2 separate regions of the Sus scrofa genome follow, and region 2 is linked to region 1. A link is a contact called in public HiChIP or PLAC-seq data. All regions are on one chromosome and are shown on one strand. The core of a region is the stretch at or near the end of the contact, and the rest is flanking DNA. Distances in the headings are between cores, read along the strand shown.

Evidence for each region. HiChIP or PLAC-seq counts read pairs in DNA pulled down with a chosen protein or histone mark.
Region 2: an H3K27ac HiChIP or PLAC-seq map of skeletal muscle shows a contact between it and region 1, with 4 times the contacts expected there. The contact joins two enhancer-like sites. A contact is called at or near these places in 9 of 47 Hi-C or Micro-C datasets (embryonic fibroblasts, epiblast stem cells, fetal heart ventricle and 4 more) and 1 of 2 datasets of contacts at active chromatin or transcription factors (skeletal muscle).

What each region holds. Positions count from the first base shown.
Region 1 is chr4:112,234,558-112,237,550 of Sscrofa11.1, reverse strand. No RefSeq gene overlaps it. Among named protein-coding and RNA genes, the nearest start is that of NTNG1, 380 kb to the left of the region's middle. Within about 2 kb of position 1,565, at least 2 of the 83 cell types and tissues checked have an H3K27ac peak or open chromatin away from gene starts, as enhancers often do. A contact at or near this core is called in skeletal muscle, where this site is marked.
Region 2 is chr4:112,331,670-112,334,662 of Sscrofa11.1, reverse strand. NTNG1 (netrin-G1) reads left to right here. Exons shown (of 8, transcript XM_021090114.1): 7 at 1,254-1,388. Among named protein-coding and RNA genes, the nearest start is that of NTNG1, 280 kb to the left of the region's middle. Within about 2 kb of position 1,387, at least 4 of the 83 cell types and tissues checked have an H3K27ac peak or open chromatin away from gene starts, as enhancers often do. A contact at or near this core is called in skeletal muscle, where this site is marked.

The sequences.
Region 1 (2,993 bases), core at 316-2,815:
CTAATTGGTACCAGCTGGATTGCCCCTTCCCACCACGGGAGGGCTCTTTAAAATGATGAGGAAAGCATTCAAATTTTTTTTTCATCAGTGAAAATCAAACATGTTTGAGATTTAGGCTGGCATTCTAGAATGTCATCTCCGTGGCACGGTGGAAGACTCACAGCTTCGGTCTCGGAGGTCAAGAGGTGAGTGAGGTTCAGAGGTCAGGAGGTAAGCGTGAGGTCGCTGTGGTGGGATCTGCTGGGTCCCTCAGTGTGCCTGACTCGTGCCCCATCTCAGCACCTACGACCTCGATCTCACTCATTTTCACCCTGTCCTATGGCTCTTAATCAGAAGCCCATACAGTTTTAAACCTTGGGTAAGGGTGATGATCTTAAGCACCCATCCTTGGCAGGGGCTGGACAATGAACAGGTCATGTCACACTCTGTGGCCTTCCTAAATATAACCCACATGAAAGTATGTTCCCAACATCCAAATGTAATTGTGTTTACCAGATAGTAAACACACACAGTGAATAATGAGATTTGGGTTTTTGTCTGAGATTGGTGAGACTGGGTTTTCTGCTCTCACTTTTTTGATGAGGGGAGTAGATTTAATTTTAAAATAATAAAACTAGTTGGCATCAAAGTAACTCTCCTTCCCAAAATAATTTCTGTGGCGGCTTAAGTACATGCGTGCAAATATTTTCATACGCCTCCTAACCCCCCCCACCCCCCGCCAGGTGTGGGCTGGAGTTAGTGTCTCTCTTCAAAGAAAAAGTGAGGGAAAGGGAAGAACAGTAACTTTATGGTGGAGAGACCTGGAAGGTACCACCGTTACCAAGTCAAGGTGAACATCAGGGTGACGTCATGGTGGTGGCAGGTGACGGGACGGTCACTTCGCCGCAGCCGCATTCTTCTCTAAAATCCCCAACCCCAGTCAGACAAACACGAATTGACGAACATGCCAGGAAATATCTGACCCGTACTCTTCGAAAGCGTACAGATTGTCAAGAGCAAGGAGTGGCTAAGAAAATATCACAGGTTGGAAAAACCAGCCCGCTGAATGCGAGGCGGCATCCTGAACAGGATCCTGGAGCAGGAAAAGGACAGTAGTGGAAGCAGTAGTGGAATGTGAATAAAATCTGTCCCAATGGGAATGTCTGTGTTTTGAAAAAGCTACCAGGACTGTGTCACGTGTGAGGGGAAAGGGATATGGGAACTATCTTTGCATCTCTTCTGTAGATCTCAAATGATTTCAAAATTAAAAGTTAAAAATATAACAAGGCTAGGGACCATTTATAAAGACGCCAAGCCATCCTTTTGCCAACAGTAATCATGCACCTAGGCAGCTATTACGTGAGGGCTTTGCCGTCAATCTTTACAGACATGAGAGCGCTCAACACTGGAGAGTCTCATTTTGACCATCTCCCATGAGAACATCGCATCCTAGGGAGACCTGCATTCACCCCCTGCTCGGGAGAGAGAGGAGCTGAGACAGGAAGTCTGCTCTCCGCAGGCTCCGCCTGGCCCCATTGTTGTGCCCCTCTTGCTGGCCACGCCGCTCACATTCGCCGCACCTGTCCTGTGGCTGCCCCCTAGCGAGGAGAGGGCGCAACCGAATATTCAGCCCTTTTCTCTCTTCCCAGTGAGCCCAACCAGCCAATCTGCTTCTTTCTCCATTTGTCATAAACCCAAGACAAGGACATTTTAAATCCATTTTTGCTTGCTTTTGGTTTTTTTCCTCCCAGAATGAAGAGCGCTCTTTTACCTCTAAGGGCTTATGTTCCATTATTTCATTGGCATTGATTTCTTTGCCACATAGCCCAGCTTATTTCAAAAGCATGAAATCTGTCCTCACTATACATTGCCACTGGAGTTTATTTTCCATACTAGTTCCCAGGCATAGCTGCTGCTTTTTTTTTTTTTTTTTTTTTTTTTTTTTTTTGACGAAGGAGTCTGCCAGTACAGCAACCTTGCTCACAACCTATTTCGGGATGATATCTGACCCAGGAGGTTTGCATTTTGGCTCAGCTGTTGCTGGTACTGACATCACACAAGATTCCTCTGTGAGCAAAAGCCCTCCCATCCCCCTGCAGCCTGCAAAGGGCGTGGATTGAATAGATAAGAACGGCAACAATGGGCATCCAGTATCTTCAGGGCACCCTGCCTTTGGAAACCGCTGGCATTTCATCTTTATGAACATATGCAAATATTCATTGGGGAGATTTTGATGAAGAGATGATGAAAACAGTGAACAAAACAAAGGCGAACCTGGGTCAGACATTTGGCCCTGAGGCAAGAGGAAAAGGATGGGAAGAGATCCATTGAGTGTGGTTCCCTAGTCTCCAGAAACTGGAAAGCCATTGGGAAGAAAGAGGATTGACCCCAAAGAACCATACCTGTGGGAACCCAGTGGAGACTCACATGAGTTCTCAGGAGCTCTGCTTTTTTTTTTTTAAAATGGAGACACAGGGCATGTTTAGAAGTGAGACTCATGAGGAACTGTGGGCTGACCTGGGAGATGAGGTCCTTGCTGACAACGTCCACTCAGCCATGCACACGTGAGGGACTCCTTGTCTCCAGTTCAGCAAGATGGTGGTGCCTGTATGATCTAAAATGGAAACTTGCTCCAAAAACAAAACCACATTTCTCTTACTTATTTACATGCTCAGTGTACAAATGGCATTTTAACAAAATTTTTTAAAAATCAGCATCATTCAGCAAATCAACTCTGTTTACTCCAGTGCCCCTTCTAGGAGTGTTTTTCGTATGATCATTTTTTTACAAAATTGTAGTCACAGCATAAATAGATTTTTTAATTTTGTTGTTTAAGTGGCAAAGCTTTTTTCTAAGCTGCTATAAATTATCCATAATTGCTGGTTTTAGTAACTGTACAATATTCTATTTGTGGGTACACTGTGATTTATGTAATAATCCCCTTTTGTTGGGTATGAATTGTTTTCCAGTTTTTGGTTTGTTTGTTTTTGCTGTTAGAACCAGAATTCAGTGCA
Region 2 (2,993 bases), core at 138-2,637, 97 kb before region 1:
AAACCCTGAATCTCCATTGCTAATCTAAGACCCTAAACTTGATATTAAACTAAAATTCTCAGGGTTTCTCATGGTTGATTGCTTGGTTAGTTGCTTAGTGTGATTTTATTTGGTGTTTAACACAAAAACCTCTTAATGAGACCATTTTATTTATGTATCTGTTTTCTGGCCACACCTGTGGCATGTGGAAGTTTCTGGGCCAGGGATTGAACCCATACCACAGCAGTGACCTGAGCTACAGCAGTGATAATGCCAGGTCCTTAACTGATAGGCCACCAGGGAAGTCCTTAATGGGACCATTTCAAAATAAAGGAAATGAAGAGATAGAGGTATATAGTAACTTGTCCAAGATTATACAGTGGGATTACAAAGAAAGGAATTTTGGCTTATGAATTCCAAAAGCTACAAACTAGCTGCTGTTACCTTTCAAGCTAATAGAAGCCTGAAGAATTCTCATTTCTGATTCAGCCTTTAAGCAAAACAGAGCTTCAGAAATAAAAATATCCTGCATAATAATGGGTGAGGAATCAAGAAAATATTCCACTTACTTTTTATTACACAAAGTTATATTGTTCTGTCCATAGACATTGTAATGAAAAATACAAGTCTCACATTATGCCTATGTTGAAATTTATTTAGGATTATAAAATTCATTTTTCTTTCATGATTGTTAATTTAGGTTGCATGAAAGCTACTCTAACATGCCTAGCAGATACAATATCTAAAGGCTCATCACAACATAGTATAAATATATATATAAAGTGCCATCCCAAATCTTAACATAAAGCTACCTTTGAATGAACAAAGTGCATCATACTGCACTTCAACGATGTTCAGCAGTTCTCAAATATTGAGTGTAACAGATAAGCTCGTTTGAATAATTTAAAACAGATTTTTACGCTGATGGCACATTGATTTATCCTCAATATACAAACTTCTCATGGCGTTCATTAAACCACCTAAAAACGCCCTAACAAATGGAAACTCTGTTACAATCTGTTAGCAGTGAAGAGCATGATATTTTATGTCCTTGGAAGTTTTCATTTGATTTCCTCCCAAAACATAAAAATGATATTACGAAAGCCTGAGCAAATAAATAAATGGACCTGAAATAGCCATATTTGCCAAAGCATTTCATTAGTGGACATCTCTCTTTATGTAAGTGATGCATTTAAGTAAGTGACGATCCTGTGTTGATAACTAATAAGCCATGCGGACTTGTCTCCAGCCTGTGTGTTGTCTTGTTTCTACAGAGTGTTATTGTAACCCTTTGGGCTCAGTCCATGATCGTTGTAATGGCTCAGGATTTTGTGAGTGTAAGACTGGAACGACAGGGCCTAAGTGTGATGAGTGTCTGCCAGGAAATTCCTGGCACTACGGCTGTCAACGTAAGTAACTCTGGGAGCTGCCCTCTGCCTGCTGCAGCATGGCTGATTCTGCTTGTTTAGGCCGGTGTGTGCAGCCTCTCAGAGCAGAAAAAGACCCAAACCGCTGACAAGCTTTAAAAACTACTTAATGCCCCAGCCTATGTAGAGGAGAGAGAGGAATCCATCAGCTGTCCAGCTGGCTCCTTTGAAGCCCATCTTCGTTCCCTCTGATGGCTGAAGCAACTTATATTGAAATATTGTATGCAGTTCCGTGGACCTGGCCAGACATAAATTAAATGGCACAATAGGGACCCAGCTTGGAAATCCTTACTGCAAAATGAAGGGTGATGTGTATGTGGTTAATATATTTCTTAAACTACCCTGGAGCTCCGGAGTTCATAAATTAAATGATATCTACATAACTTATTCCCACCCTTGTATCATACCCATCACTGAATCTGAACCAGAAACCTAAAGGTAATAAATCTAAGGGATATTTAAATGCCAGGATAAAATAAATGATGAAAATCAATATTGATTTTAAGCCTCCGAGGTTAGGCACCCGTGCAGTGAGCTTTAGACGATGCCATTTGGTTCAGCCTCATTTCTCTGAGGATTATCAGACATTCTTAAGAGCTTGTCAAGGCAGGTGGCATGTTGCTGTATTCAGAGAACAGAATTTTAAAAATCTGAGCAGAAACTTCCTTCTGTCATTCATAACCTTTTCTGATTTTTAATTCTGCACTAATTTTCCATTCTATCTTGTACACAGTCAGTTTAGTAATATTAAAGAGCCACCAGGCAGATCCTCTGGAGCAGCGCAGCTCAATAGAAAAATCACGCAAGCCACACACATAACTAAATGTTTTGTTACATTAAACAGTAAAAATAAATAGAACTGTGTTTTTAGCAACTTATGTAATCCCCAAAAAAGCCCTGAAATATTATCATCTCAACCTAGAATCAATGTTAAAATTATTAAAGATATATTTACATTTTTCCTACTGTCTTTGAAATCAGATGTTTAATGCTTACAGAACATCTCAATTAGGACTAGCCATATTGCACGGCTTAATAGACACATATGTCTGCCATATTGAACAGCACAGCTCTAGAGGTTTTTTGCTTACTTTTCACTTGAAACAAATGTCAGCAAGCAAGAACTATCTAAAGCCAATTTCTACCAAGGCTGTACAGAATATTTTACCTGCTACTTATGGAATGTATAGTTATCTGGAGGCTACAACTTCTACGTGTTATAAAGTCAGAGTGAAATTTACTCCATACAAATGCCATGGGCAGCAGTAAACTGCATTGGTAATTGAGAGATTTGCTATTGAGCAGACCAAGGTTAGGGTGAAATCTAGAGGCTAGAGGGGGGGCGCCTCCAGTCATGCTAAAGAGGAGCATTAAAAGAGTCAAATAGAAGTCAGGCAGCAGTTCTGCCCACACACGTTCTTGATAAGGCCATGGTTTGAAAGTTGTACACGCTGTTCCCAGAGAGCACCTAAAGGATATGGATTAGTTTTGGATCCCAAGGACTAAGTGGGGAACCAAGATTCCAAGGATGGTCCTGCCTGGAGCATCTAGATATAGAGGCCCAGAGATGGCTAGCAGTCAGGAGTT